Regions from separate parts of the Rattus norvegicus genome. Here all the other regions are linked to region 1. The links are chromatin contacts, called in public Hi-C maps. All regions are on one chromosome and are shown on one strand. The core of a region is the stretch at or near the end of the contact, and the rest is flanking DNA. Distances in the headings are between cores, read along the strand shown. Region 1 has its middle 15 kb from the start of Gsta4. Region 2 overlaps Slc17a5 (solute carrier family 17 member 5). Region 3 has its middle 42 kb from the start of Eef1a1.

Region 1 (4,700 bases), core at 994-3,493:
TTCAAAGAACTCAGAGATCCACCTGCCTCTCCTTCTCCCTCCAGAGTTTTGGGATTAAAGTCACGAGTCACCACCATCTGGCTCCTCTTGTTTTGAAATGAAACTACAAAAATTCCTTATAGCTCATGAAAAAAGAAAGATAAATTTAGGACAGATCAAACAGTATGAAAAAGGGAATGGACAAAGAGTGGGAATCCACAGTCCTCTCAGTTTGGTTGTATCACACTTTAGGATTCTGAGCAACTTTCTGGCCATTTTAACTCTGCATTCCTTCTTGCTTGTAGGGCTTTAGGACATGGTTTTTCAAATATTCAGTGTTTGCCCTACCACATAAATATCAGTTTTTAAAAAACAACCAGCCCTGGGCACATTTGTTTCCCTGTCACATTCACCCTTGTGCAACTGCTCTTTTGACTCCAGAAATTCTCCATGAAATTAAATAACTTAGTGTGTGTGTGTGTGTGTGTGTGTGTGTGTGTGTGTGTGTAATTCTCCAAGAAGGTAAATGTCATTACAGATGAGAGATTGGAAATACAAAGTTAAGCTGCCTGGAGAAGCAAGAGAGAAAGAACCCAGTAGCACCCACATCTTGGTTTCCAAATAATACAGCCCAGGAAAAAGAAGCAGGGCTCCTGCGAGCAAAGGCCGACTTCATGCTCTGTGATGAGCAGAGAGGAAGTGCTCAAGGGAGGAAGGATGGTAAAGGCCATCCTTTGATGAGGTTCCCTAGCCAAATTTGGGATGATCTGAGCAAAAACAAAACCCCAATATTAGATACAAATAATAATGATGAGGACAAAGGGGGAAATAAAAGCTGGTTGCAGAAGCATTAGAGCCAAGCGATGAAAAGTCAGTGCTACTGAAAAATAAAATTACAGAACTGCCAGTTCTAATAACTCATTTTGATAAGGATCATAATGGGTGCTGAAATGCTGAAGAAGTGTTGGGATATCTCCACGGACTAGCTAATTATTATGAAGAGGAACTATATATTTATAATGGAAAAGCACAATGTACAGCTACCTAATCCTTAGCCTTTGTCTTCCAAGGAGCACAATTGGATGTCCTGTTCTTCCTGCTGTGACACTGAGAAAGGCAAAGTAACACCTGTTAAACAAGAACAACCAACAGATGAAAAACCCAACACAAAGTTTCCCCAATCACAAGGTAGAAATAGGGCATAACCAAGATGTGGGATCCTCTGTGGGATAATGGCCTGGACTCAAGAGCCAGGGACAAGGTGGGGAGGCAGGAAGTATTCCCAGAGAATCTTCATTGATAGCCTCAATAATGTCAAGGGGTTGGAGCAAGGGAAAGGCTGAGAAACTGTCACAGCCTTGGGGAAATTGAGGAAACATGACAAGATACACTACAGGATCCCGGACCCTGTAAGAGGTAAGAGGACCTTAGTGGAGACACTGAAATCATAATAAAGTCTGCTGCCCATTAACTCATGGACCAGGAACTCTTTTCTTCTCAGTTTAGCATGGTTATGTAAGATGTTAGCACCAGGGAGGGTTGAGGGCTCTGTGGTTCAACTTCGCGACATTTTTACAAATCTAAAGTTATTCTAAATGTAACGTTTACAGACCTTGTTTAGAGCAGCACCTAGACACATTATTAAAATCTCTTCGGGAGACAGACTACTTTGAGGATAAAGCCTTGCAGATTTTGGTAGATGTGATAATTCTTACCAGTTGGAAATAAATACCAAAGTGTGGTACTCCCAAATGAAACAAAGCAAGAAGAGGAGGCAGGAGACAAAACACGTAGGATCACCATAAAGCTGCACACATCAGGGTAAGAGCTGCACACACAGACTTATGCAATGTTTTGTTTGCTTGTATCTGAAAATCCCCATACGAAGCTAAAAGAATAGAAAAGCAAAACAAAAAAAAAAATGCACACGCAGGCCAGGAAACAGGGCTTCCAGCTGGGCGACACAGGAACAGAAAACTCACCTAAAGGGTATTTAATTAATAAAACTGGCAAAATGTACATTATTTCTCTTGGTCCTTATTAACTGTAATTCCTCTGCCATGGAATTACACAGAAACCAAGGGTAACTTAAAAGGGGAAAGAATTCCATTAATAACATCCTAGTTACAAAGAAAAGTCCCTGACAGGAAGGATCTTCTGGCTGAATGGGACCTGCTGTGACGTGGGTAGAAGACCCATTGTCTGGCAAATCTGTGAAGATACAGTAGATTGGATACTTCAACTCCAGCGGTAGTTAATGCCCATCTCACGGACTCCATGCGACCTCTACCGTTAGGACAGTGGAGCTTGTGCCTCGATGTCAGGTGGATTTCAGCCTTTCTGGAAAACAAATTTTACCAAGCCAAACCAAAATTCAAACAAACAAACAAGCAACCACAAAAGAACGCAGTACAGAACGGCGAGGCTAGGCTCTACCCTCATCCCAGTTTTCTGGACACAACTGAATGCTGAGGATTTGGGAGGAGTGTTTTCTTTTCTTTTCTTTCTTTTTTTTTTTTTTTTTTTTTTTTTTTTTTGTTGAGTTTTCCCTCGCCCAACATGCCACCATTTTAACACGTAAAAGAAAGTATAAATCCCTTAGCCTTGGTTTTCATGGTGTGTTTTATATTCCGGATCCAGGGAAGCTGGGGCCATTCATTGTAAAGGTATTTTCCTAGCAGTGCACCTTGTGTTGTTCTTGGGCCTTGAGAAACTCAGGAGTTTCCAAATTTAGCTAGAAGGGGCGCCGGAAGCCAACCGAGGGCCGCGGGACCGGGCGCATCACATTCTTCTAAAGTATTAGCTTTTTACTTGCTTCTGTGTGTCACTTCGGCCACGGGATGGAGACGTGACACAGACAACTACGGCCCCACAGAAGGCCACGAGAGGCTCGTGAGGCCGCAGATGCTCTGTGTCTACCCTCCGCCGTCCGGCTCGCCTTGGCAGAGGTGGCAACACACACCGAAGGCGAAGAACCCACCTCCAACCGGAACGCGTTGAACGCGGGTGCCTAGGGCCGGAGCGGAATCAGGCGGTGGAACGGACGTAGCTAGAGGGGGCCGGGCTTCGGAGGGTTCAACCAATCCAGACTGTTTTATTTTGCATAGTTCCAGAGCATTCTGGTTAACAGGAAAAAGCCTAAATTTAAGTATTTTTAACTTAAAATTAGCACAAAGGAGCATAAAATGGGTGATTTAACATCGAGAAAAGATTTAGGATTCTTTTTTAATCATAAAATACATGGGCAGCACGGAAAGTTCGGCACGGAAAGTCACCACATGTGGAAAATTACTAGTCTCCATGGCCTTATATACTTAGCGGCTGCCTCTCCTACCTCGGATGTGAGGGCGATCTGGCTGCGACATCTGTCACCCCATTGATCGCCAGGGTTGATTCGGCTGATCTGGCTGGCTAGGCGGGTGTCCCCTTCCTCCCTCACCGCTCCATGTGCGTCCCTCCCGAAGCTGCGCGCTCGGTCGAAGAGGACGACCTTCCCCGAATAGAGGAGGACCGGTCTTCGGTCAAGGGTATACGAGTAGCTGCGCTCCCCTGCTAGAACCTCCAAACAAGCTCTCAAGGTCCATTGTAGGAGAACGTAGGGTAGTCAAGCTTCCAAGACTCCAGACACATCCAAATGAGGCGCTGCATGTGGCAGTCTGCCTTTCTTTTGTATGTAATTCCATGAATTCTGAATTCTCGTTTTATTTCTACTTTTTAGCCGCTAATTAATTCCCGTTTTATTTCTACTTTTAGCTGCTTTTTTCCAAATTAAAAAAAGTTAAAATTGTGTTCAAATAGATATGCAAATATATAAAAATACGTTTATAATATAAATATAATTTAATATAATATAAATACAAGTAGAAATGAATGTTTAAAAATGTGTGTGAATATGAGTGTAGGGGAAGGTTCCCCACTTTTTTCTTTTTAATTTATTTAGTTGTTTGTTTAGATAGGGTTTCTCTGTGTGGCCCTGGCTGTTCTGGGACTTTCTCACTGTAGGTCAGGTTAGCCTTGTTCTGCCTGCCTCTGTCTCCCAAATGCTGGAAATAAGGGTATGAGCCACTACCCATCCCCGCTTAAATTTATTTATTTATGTATTTATTTATTTACTTACTTTTTTATTTAATGTTATTAGGACAATGCTATTGCACTTGAAAAGGCAAACACCCAGGACAGGTAAGCTGCTGGAAGAGGAAAATGGAGGCGGTATTGAGGAAGGCCGTCCCATTTAGTCCAGCATGAACAAGCAGCGTCATGGTGGGAGAGGGAACTTTAGAGAGGTAGAAGACCCAAAATGCTGGGGAAGCCAAAGCACTATGGAAAGCATGCTTAGAATAGAAAAGAGATAGAAAAGAGAGAGAAGAACCACACTTTTCTGTATAATTTAGAAAAGCAGGCAGATTGGTGGCCCTATAGATTGACATTCTGAGAATGAAAAGACAGTAATATCTCATTGGAAGGCTAATTTTTCTGCCACATTAGCATGGCTTACAGTAAACTCCCTAAAGCCATCCTTTTCCTGAGTGATTCACCTGGCCCAACTAGAATGTTAGGTTTTATTCTCTTGACCAGTAGGAATTTTACCTTTTTTTTTTTTTTGAAAGGGTTTTTTTTTTTACTTACATTTTCCATTGTAGCCCATAACTGGGGGAATTCAACGTAGAAACTCAAACAGGGCAGGAACCTGGAGCAAGGAGCTGATGCAGAGACCATGGGGA
Region 2 (4,700 bases), core at 881-3,380, 350 kb before region 1:
GTGTGTGTGTGTGTGTGTGTGTGTGTGTGTGTGTGCGCGCATGTGCAAGAAAGAGAGACAGACAGACAGACAGACACAGACCCTGAGACTCTATGGGACTAGGGTTTGAAAATAAATCTGTAGCTGCATAAAAACACAGTTCAAACCGACCTTTTCCTTAAAATCAACATATTCATGAAACTCATGAGATGGCCTTTGCTCACAACAGGGCTTAGAGAAGGGCTTAGAGAATAGGGCTGAGAAACGTGCAAAATTGTATTTTAAAACTTTAAAGCGGGGAGGGGGATGTTTGCCCGGAAACCGGGAAAGGGAATAACACTCGAAATGTATATAAGAAATACTCAAGTTAATAAAAAAAAATAAATAAAATTAAAAAAAAAAACAAAAAAACTTTAAAGTGGGCTGGAGTGATGGCTCAGTAGTTGAGAGCACTGACTACTCTTCCAGAGGTCCTGAATTCAAATCCCAGCAACCACATGGTGGCTCACAACCATCTGTAATGAAATCCGATGCCCTCTTCTGGTGTGTCTGAAGACAGCTACAGTGTGCATATACATTAAATAAATAAATAAATCTTAAAAAAAAAAAACCTTTAAAGTACTGACACGGGTACATAGGCGCTGGCCAGCGTGTCCTTGGACTAGAGAGCAGGACGTCTATCTAAGAGTCTGAATGTTTGTGGTGTTGACCAGCCCGAAACGAATTTAAAATGGTGATGTTGAGAAAGGCAAGAAGATTTTTGTTCAGAAGTGTGTCACACTGTGAAAAGAGAGGCAAGCATGAGACTGGACCAAATCTCCATGGTCCGTTTGGGCAGAGAATAGGTCAGGCTGCTGGAGTCTGTTATACAGACGCCAACAAGAACAAAGTTATTACCTGGGAAGAGAATACCCTGAGGGAGTATTTGGAGGATCCCAAAAAGTACATCCCTGGAACAAAAATGATCTTCGCTGGAATTAAGAAGAAGGGAGAAAGGGCAGACCTAATAGCTTAACTTAAAAAGGCTACTCATGGGGCTGGAGAGATGGCTCAGTGGTTAAGAGCACCCGACTGCTTTTCCAGGGGTCCTGAGTTCAATTCCCAGCAACCACTTGGTGGCTCACAACCATCTGTAAAGAGATCGGATGCCCTCTTCTAGTGTGTGGGCATCTATACAGCTACAGTGAACTTATATATAATAAATAAATAAATCTTTTTTTTTAAAAAAAAAGGCTACTCATGAGTAATTCTACTGCCTTATTTATTACAAAACAAATGTCTCATGGCTTTTAATGTATACCATAATTTAATTCATACACCAAATTCAGATCACAGATGGCTAACAATGTTTTTGTTGGATAGTCCTGCATTAAGTAAAACTGACTTGTAAAAACAAACAAAAAAACCTTTAAAGTAGCAGGCGTGGCGGCGTATTCCTTTAATCCCAGCACTCAGGGGATACATGGATCTCTGTGAGTTTGAGGCCAGCCTGGTCTGCAGAGTGAGGTCCAAGACAGTCAGGGCTACACAGAGAAACCTTGTCTTGAAAAGCCAAAACAAACAAACAAAAAAGGTAGCATTCAGGAAGACCTGCAGGCTGCACTGTTTCCCCGTGAGACCGGCTCTTACAGGGATGAGTCAGGCTGTCCCATGATCACTGCAAATGCTAATCATATATGTGTGACATATGGACATCAGCACGTTGCTCCACTATGTCTGCTGTTTTCAAGTGGTCAGGGTTGGCTGCAGCCCATATGTTCTACCATACTTAATCCCGAATCTCCTTCCCTCTTCCAGAACGGGTTTTTATCTGCATTGCCCTATTTTGGCTGTTGGTTATGCATGATTGTCTGTGGTCAAGCCGCTGATTATTTAAGAGTCAAGTGGAATTTTTCAACCATAAGCGTTCGGAGAATTTTTTCCCTCATAGGTAAGTGAGATGAGCCAACTTTTGTTTTGTTTCCCAGTCATCCACATAGCACTCTAAATCCTTTGCCTCTGATCACAAAAATGGGAGCTTTCCCCACACGCAACCAGTTTCGAAGCACACAAGCTGGGTGAAACAGCTAAGTCTCACAAGACTAGCCTCTCCCACCTTAGAGTCTAGTCACATGAACCAGGCTGTGACCTACACGTTTAACTGGCTTAACTATTAATTAGGCTCCCATGGCCTGTCCTCCAGCTCCACTCATTTGCTAGACTGACTCACAGAAGTCAGGGCACACACTTTATTTCTGACTACTCACTTGTTATAGAGGATGTTACAAGGGGATAAATAGCCAGATAGAAAAATGGCACCACCAGGAGTTCTGCTGCTGGGAAGCTCACCTAGATCTCATCACTGCCCTGAGTACTGAAGGTACAAGCATGGTTACTTGGTTAGTTGGCAGTATAGATGCTTGCTTCTAAGACAGATTCTCCATGCTGTGCTACCTGGGTTTGGCTTCAACTCACACACTCCCTACTCCGACTGTCAAGAGCTGGGATTACAGACCTGGACCACCACACCCAAGCCAAACCTTGTCCTTTTGAGATTCTGAGGGGGCTTCATTATGCCAGCAGGACTGAGTAAATCATTGGTCATTGCGGTCCACTCAACCTTCAGGCCCATTCAACCATCGCCCCCTCAGAGACTGGTACCAGTTAACAATGTGCACACATACTGTAGTCCCGATGCTGGGGAACCTGAGGCCAGGAGTTCCAGCCAGACTGGGCAACATAATGAGACTCCATCTCAAAAAGACAGAGAAACTGAGAGCCAGGCCTGGTGACAGACACATCCCTAAGATCCCGGCACTTGAGAGTAGAGCCAGGAGCATCAGAGATTCAGGGTCTTCTGGTACATAACTAGTTTGAGGCCAGGTTGGGCCCCTCAGATGATGTCTCAAAATACTGGGACAAATGCACTCTCTAAGGCCACTGGTCCCCGTGTCACCAGTCATCTTATTAGCAAACAAAAGACAATCCTAGTCACTCCAGAAATCCCAGAGGCATGAGGGCTCTGTACCAAAAACCGGAGTGGAGAGCAAGAAGGCAGCAAAAGAGAATAAACCTTTACCTTGTTCACAGATGGACCCTGACTTCGCTTCCCACAACCACCACTGCCTGGAACCCCACCTACAGAGCGCCTGACACCTTTGTCTGGCCTCTCCAGGTGCCAGGGAGTACATCGAACAGACATGATAAAAACACGCTCTAAGTAAATTTCATCAGTGCACGCCGGTATATTCCCCTAATTCCAGTTCTTGGGAGGCAGAGGCAGGCAGGCCTCTATGACAGGCCAGCCTGCTCTATATAATAAGTTGTACACCAGAACTACATAGTAAGAGTCTGTCTAAGTAAATAAATGTAAATTTGGGGCTCAGCCATTAAGAGAACTGGCTGCTCTCACAGAGAACACAGCTTCAGTTCCCAGAACCCACACAGCAGTTTACGACTGTCTGTGACTACAGTTCCATGGAATATGAGGCCCTCCTCTAGCTCCACAGGCACTGGACAGACATGTGGTGCACAGACATACACACACAAGTAAAACACCCATGTGTTGTTGTAATAATATAAAAAATAAAATGCTGTCTTTTATCGCGCTCTAGATCCAGCAGCCCAGTGCCCCAAGATATCTGCTGGCTATCTTGCCAGAAGCATGCATTCCAATTCTGTGGCGATCCAGACCGGCCACCCCACACTCCCTTACACTTAAATATACACATAAAAGAACACACAACACAATAACCTTTGACCCAATTGGTAAGATATACTTGCCCACCTAAACATACAAAGCCCAATACATATCCATCCCTTAAGAACATTCGTGACAACCTGTAAAGGTACAGCGTAGAATCTTAATGTCACCCGCCATATTGTCCTGCCACGGCTTCTCTCTCTCCCTCCGGTCTCTTCCTCCTTTCCTTTCCAGTCTCCTCCTCTTCCTTCTAACTTCTCTCCTGCCCATCCTTCCTTCTCCTCCAATGACAGGCCTCCTTCTATTCTGTACCTGCCCTTCACCTGTATTTTACAGATTCAATGGAGAGAAGGTTCTGGTGAGTCCTGAGTAGTGACTAGGCAGCTGTCCTTGGGGCAGTGGAATTAGCATCAAAATACAGATAACTCCAGGGCAAACCATGACACCCATTTTTTAAAACTGTATGGTGAAAAGACCCATTCTAGGGAAATTCTTCAGACACCTGCTGAGCCCACACCAGGAGTTGCTACTACTCTGACTTTGATCATCTGTAAAGGAAATAATTTCCCTTTGGGTTCAATCTGATCTTTTTTCTCCCATGGACCTGCTGTGTGTAATAATATGCATTTTGTTATCAACTCCTAGAACCAAGATGGATCAGATTTCTAACTACATCCAACAAAGTTTATTATTTTTGTAAGATTTGTATGTCTGTCTGTCTGTGTGCTCTCGTGCATGCATGCAGGGCCATTGCAAAAGCCAACGGACCATCCTGGAGCTGGGATGACAGATGGTTGTGAGCCACCCAACCACCCATGAGTCCTCTGGAAGAGCAGGAAGCACTCTTAGCTACTGAGGCATCTCCAGCCCCCAATCGAGTTCATTGTATAATTTATTTATTTTAATGATAGGCCCTTTAGTCACAGTCTGTATCATCTGTTGCTTCTCCCTTCCACTCTGATTTCAGTCTTTGTGTCCTTGGTGGTGAGCTCTGTAGATGCCGACTGAGTTCCTATCACATGCAGATTGAAGAGCACAG
Region 3 (4,700 bases), core at 992-3,491, 330 kb before region 1:
GAGGGGGGAGGAATGGAAAATAAAAAGACTGAGGGAGGAGCTGGTGGGACAGGGAGGGGACAGGGTGGCACAGGCCTTTAACCCTGGCACTGCAGGAGACCCACTCAGGAAGGAAGGGGGCAAGAGGACTGCAGTAAGTTTCCAGTCAGTCTGGTTCACATAGCAGGTCCCAGGCTAGCCAGAGCTATTTGGTGAGACCCTACATCAGAACAAAACTAAATAAATAATGAGAGTGGGGTGTGACTAAGTGGCCGTATCCTGCGTTACTTTCAATGGGAATGTTCCCCACAGGCTCACGGATCTGAATGTTTGGTTCTCAGTGGACTGTTGGATATAGTAGGAGGTGTGGCTTTGTTGGAAGAGCTGTGTCTCTGGGATTTTCAGTGTTTCTTCCAGCTGGGCAGGGAGAAAAAGCTTCCTAATTTTCTTTCCTCTGCTTAATATTTTACAAGGCATATGAATTATTTTTGGTAATTAAAGACATAAAAATGTTACAGAAGAACAGCTATTAGGGATATTGAAGGACTAGCCATGATCTATTACAGTGATACTTTTTATAACGACTACTGAGATTTAATTCACATACCACCAACTCAACTTTTGAAAGTGCAGAGCTGGGTTGGAGAGACGGCTCAGCAGTTAAGAGCGCTGAGGGCTCTTCCAGAGGTCATGAGTTCAATTCCCAGCAACCACATGGTAGCTCACAACCATCTGTAATGGGATCCGATGCCCTCTTCTGGTGTCTGAAGACAGCTACAGTGTACTCGTATACATAAAATAAATAAATAAATTTGAAAAAGGTGTATAGCTAAAATCGGGGGTGTGGCTCGGGGCAGAATGCCTGTCTGGCATGGGGATAGCACTGTCTGGTACAAGCCCAGCACCACACACACAGTGCAGAATTCAGTGGCTTTTCTTACAGTCCCAGGGTACACAGCTATCAGATTTCTAATTCTGGCACACTTCAGTGCTACAGACAGAAGCCCCACCCTGTCCAGCACTCCCTGGCTTCCCTTTCCTTTCTCGGGTGCCTACTCATCTTCCCTGTCTGCGGATTTGCTGTGGTGGACAGCTGGTGTGATGGAATCCTTTAGGACCAGATCCATCATGGCTGGCATCTTTCTCACAGGATCTTAATGGCACAGCCTGTCCCAGTACCCCAGCCTGTCATGCCAATTTTATCCACATATACCTTGACGGACATACTCAGGTTACTCTAGTTTGAGAAAGTTGTTAACAAAGCTGGTGGGAGGGGATAAGAGATAATTCAGTAAAGATATTTGCTGTAAAACCTGCGTTCCGTCCCAGGCACCATGAGAGGAGGGAGTCTCACAAATTGTTCTCTGACCTCCAGACTCTTTCCGAGGTGTGCTTCCGAGTATGAAGGCGCGTGCATGCGCAGACACACACACAATGTAATTTAAAAGGTTTTTTTTTTTTAATAATGCTAGTATGAACACTCAAGTGTAGACATTCTGTATTACCAAAACAAAAACTATGGACACAGAGCAAACAAAACGTTAACAGCATCTGTGGAGAGGGAGGGAGGGATTAGATTTTTTGTTTGTTTTTCTCTTCTGGATTTTCATTTAATCTTTTTTTTTTCTTTTTCTTTTTCTTTTTTTCGGAGCTGGGGACCAAACCCAGGGCCTTGCGCTTGCTAGGCAAGCGCTCTACCACTGAGCTAAATCCCCAACCCCTCATTTAATCTTGTTGAGACAGAGACTCCTACATCCAAGGCTGCCCTTCAGTCTCTGACCTTCCTGCTTCCACCTCACGTGCCAAGACCTCAGGCCTGTGCCACCAGGAGTCCTTTATTTAACTAAAATGTTTGGAAATTAAAAAGAAAAATCAATCAGGGGGGAAAAAAATCGGCATCAATCTGGAACTGACTAACAGCTAAGAACGCCAAAGCAGGCCTCTCTGGCGCTGGGCTTCAAGTGCCTGCACCCTCAGGCATCACCGGTTTGGCTGGGCTGTAAAGTGGCACTGTGGGACAAAGTGGCACTTGTTGATATTCACATCAGCCACGGGCCTTGCCAAATGGCCCACATTTACTTCCCTGGAGTTTGTCTCTCAGCTCGGCCTCTTCCTGCACTCCCTTACCTCAGTATAAACCCATTATTCTTTAATATGTTTTCTTAAATAACCGCGGTTTTCTATTTTGAGACAGAGTCTCATGAAATTCAAACTGGCCTCAAACTGGCTATGTAATAACGGCTGGCCTTGATCCTTCTGCCTCCACCCGGCAAGTGCTGGGATTACAAGCGCGCCACACCACGCCCAGACATTCATTCACTCATCCACTCATTCGTTTGCTTATTTATTTATTTTAATTTAATTTATTGTTTTAAATCCGTGTGTGAAAGGTCAGAGGACAGCTTATTGAAACCGGTTTTCGGTTTCTGCCTTCCCAAGGGACTGAACCGAGGCTTGATACAAACTCCTTGACCCTCGGAGCCATGGAGCCATCAGTGAAGCAATGCTATGATTTTTAGAGAACGATTTTTAAAGCGCACAAACGCTCTTCTCTTCTGAAGCCTACGACAATTTCCCTGCCGCACTCCCTTTCCGCGTGAATCTTTTGGCCCCGGACCCCACAGAAACTCGGATTTGCACCGGGGCAGCGGGCGTTTCCCCTGGGGGGAGGAGCAAGCGCTTACAGAGCTACGGAAGCACGAGTTTGACTCACGCCTTAGCGGACTCCGGGGAACCTGATTAGCAAAACCTAGATTTCTTTGTCTAGAGAAAGGGGATGACTCACAGCGACCACGTGCAAAGAAAGGCATTTAAAAAGGGCTCAGCCGCACGTCTCAGTGGAAAGTCACTGCGGTCTGGGGAGCCCCCGACCTCACCCGCCCGCGCTCCCGCCTCTGGCCGCTGGAGGCAGCAGTGTCACGAGGCAAAGACTTTCTTGACCCTTGCGTCTCCATTTCCATTCTAAAAGGCAATGATAGCTCCTAACTGCAATTCCGGCCGGGTGCGGTGACTTTAAAACTAAACCAAGAGCCACATTGTTGTTGTTAAAGAGCCGCATTGTTATCAAGTCTCCACACCTTACAAGAATAAATTTGTTTCCTAAGCCTAATGTATCCTACAAACCATGTTTTTCAACCTGTGCTGAACTTGTTATTCTATGATTGTATACCCACCCCTTTGCCTTGAAACCCCTGAATCTGTGATATATGATTGCCCTTTTGCCCTATAAAAATATGTTTTTCCAGATATCGTGACGATTCCCCTTCCATGAGATGTATTCTTGCACGTAGTTACCCCACAGGAAGCTTTTAGTCCTGAGCCGCCCCACTCCACCACCAGCACCCCCCTTATGTCCAGGGGCTAAAAGCTGATTATCTAGACAGCTGTTTTTTGTTTTTTGTTTTTTGTTTTTTTCCGGAGCTGGGGACGGAACCCAGGGCCTTGCGCTTGCTAGGCAAGCGCTCTACCGCTGAGCTAAATCCCCAACCCCTGTTTTTGTTTTTTTTTTAAGATTTATTCATTTATTATATATAAGTACACTGTAGCTGTCTTCAGACACACCAGAAGAGGGAATCGGATCTCTTTACAGATGGTTGTGAGCCACCATGTGGTTGCTGGGAATTGAACTCAGGACCTCTGGAAGAGCAGGCGGTGCTCTTAACGGCTGAGCCATCTCTCCAGCCTATCAGCCCTAACCCTTCCTCATCTAAGAGACCTCAAAAGCCCTGGAAGGGATGCTCTCTGAAACCCAAACTTAGGGAAAGTCCACCGTCTAAATACAGCTTGCTTTAATCAGACAGTCGTCGAAATGTTTTTTTCTCAGGCCTAACATTGACCCATGTTTTTAATCCCAGCACTAGGAAGGCAGAAGCAGGCAGATCTCTGTGGATTCCAGGGCAGTCTAGTGTACATAGCAAATTCCAGCCCAGACTACATAGACCCGGTCTTTAATCCCAACTCTAAGGATCAGGAGTTTAAAGTTATCCTCAACTACATAGTGAGTCCGAGATCAACCAAACCTGTAGGGCACCAAGCACAGAGTAAGAGCCTGGTATGGTTGCATATGTCTGTAATACCAACATGTAAAGGGGTGAAGTTAGAAAACGGCAAGTCTGTGGCTAGCCTGGACTACAAATAGAAACCCTGTGTCAACACGGAACTAAATCAAGAGCTCCGCCTCCGAAACCTTTGGCTCGGTTCCAAGCATGAACTTCCCACTATAGCGGAAGGCCAGCATGGATCTCAGTTCTGAATTGGTTTTTCTGCCAGAAATAGTGACTTCAGAAAAGGTTGGCTCAGGTCTGGAAGTTAGAAGGAGATTTCTTAAAAATGCAGTCAATTGTTTAATAGAGAATTTGCTGCCTCGGGGGGGGGGGGGGGATTTCTCCTGCAGAACTCTCAAGGAATAGAGAGGCTACGGCCAATACAGAAAATCAATAGAGGCCAGTCACGGTGGAAGTCCTGTAATCCAGCACTTGTGAGGCAGAGAAGGGAGGCGTGCTCGCTCAACCTCCTCTTAGACTACATAGTCCTAGGCCAGCCTTGGTAGATAGCAAGATCCAGGCTCAAAAAGAGTTAATTTAGCCAGGCCATGGTGACTTACAGCTTTAATCACAGCACCCAGGAGGCAGAGGCAGGCAGATCTCCTTGAGTTCAAGACCAGTCTGGTCCAGGACAGCCCAGGCTACAGAGTGAAACCTTATCTTAAAGGGGAGGGGATG

What was found. Hi-C and Micro-C count contacts between places; a contact is called where the count stands out from the background.
Region 2: a Hi-C map of kidney shows a contact between it and region 1, with 5 times the contacts expected there. The contact joins two enhancer-like sites. A contact is called at or near these places in 6 of 12 Hi-C or Micro-C datasets (the A7r5 cell line, the Rat2 cell line, Schwann cells and 3 more).
Region 3: a contact with region 1 is called in a Hi-C map of mammary epithelial cells, with 5 times the contacts expected there. The contact joins two enhancer-like sites. A contact is called at or near these places in 3 of 12 Hi-C or Micro-C datasets (the Rat2 cell line, Schwann cells and mammary epithelial cells).

What each region holds. Positions count from the first base shown.
Region 1 is chr8:87,929,539-87,934,238 of GRCr8, reverse strand. No RefSeq gene overlaps it. Among named protein-coding and RNA genes, the nearest start is that of Gsta4, 15 kb to the left of the region's middle. Within about 2 kb of position 2,243, at least 91 of the 93 cell types and tissues checked have an H3K27ac peak or open chromatin away from gene starts, as enhancers often do. A contact at or near this core is called in Schwann cells and kidney, where this site is marked.
Region 2 is chr8:88,283,886-88,288,585 of GRCr8, reverse strand. It overlaps Slc17a5 (solute carrier family 17 member 5), which reads left to right. Exons shown (of 11, transcript NM_001009713.2): 8 at 1,777-1,909. It also overlaps the pseudogene LOC134480122. Among named protein-coding and RNA genes, the nearest start is that of Slc17a5, 23 kb to the left of the region's middle. Within about 2 kb of position 2,130, at least 2 of the 93 cell types and tissues checked have an H3K27ac peak or open chromatin away from gene starts, as enhancers often do. A contact at or near this core is called in kidney, where this site is marked.
Region 3 is chr8:88,264,327-88,269,026 of GRCr8, reverse strand. No RefSeq gene overlaps it. Among named protein-coding and RNA genes, the nearest start is that of Eef1a1, 42 kb to the right of the region's middle. Within about 2 kb of position 2,241, at least 80 of the 93 cell types and tissues checked have an H3K27ac peak or open chromatin away from gene starts, as enhancers often do. A contact at or near this core is called in Schwann cells, where this site is marked.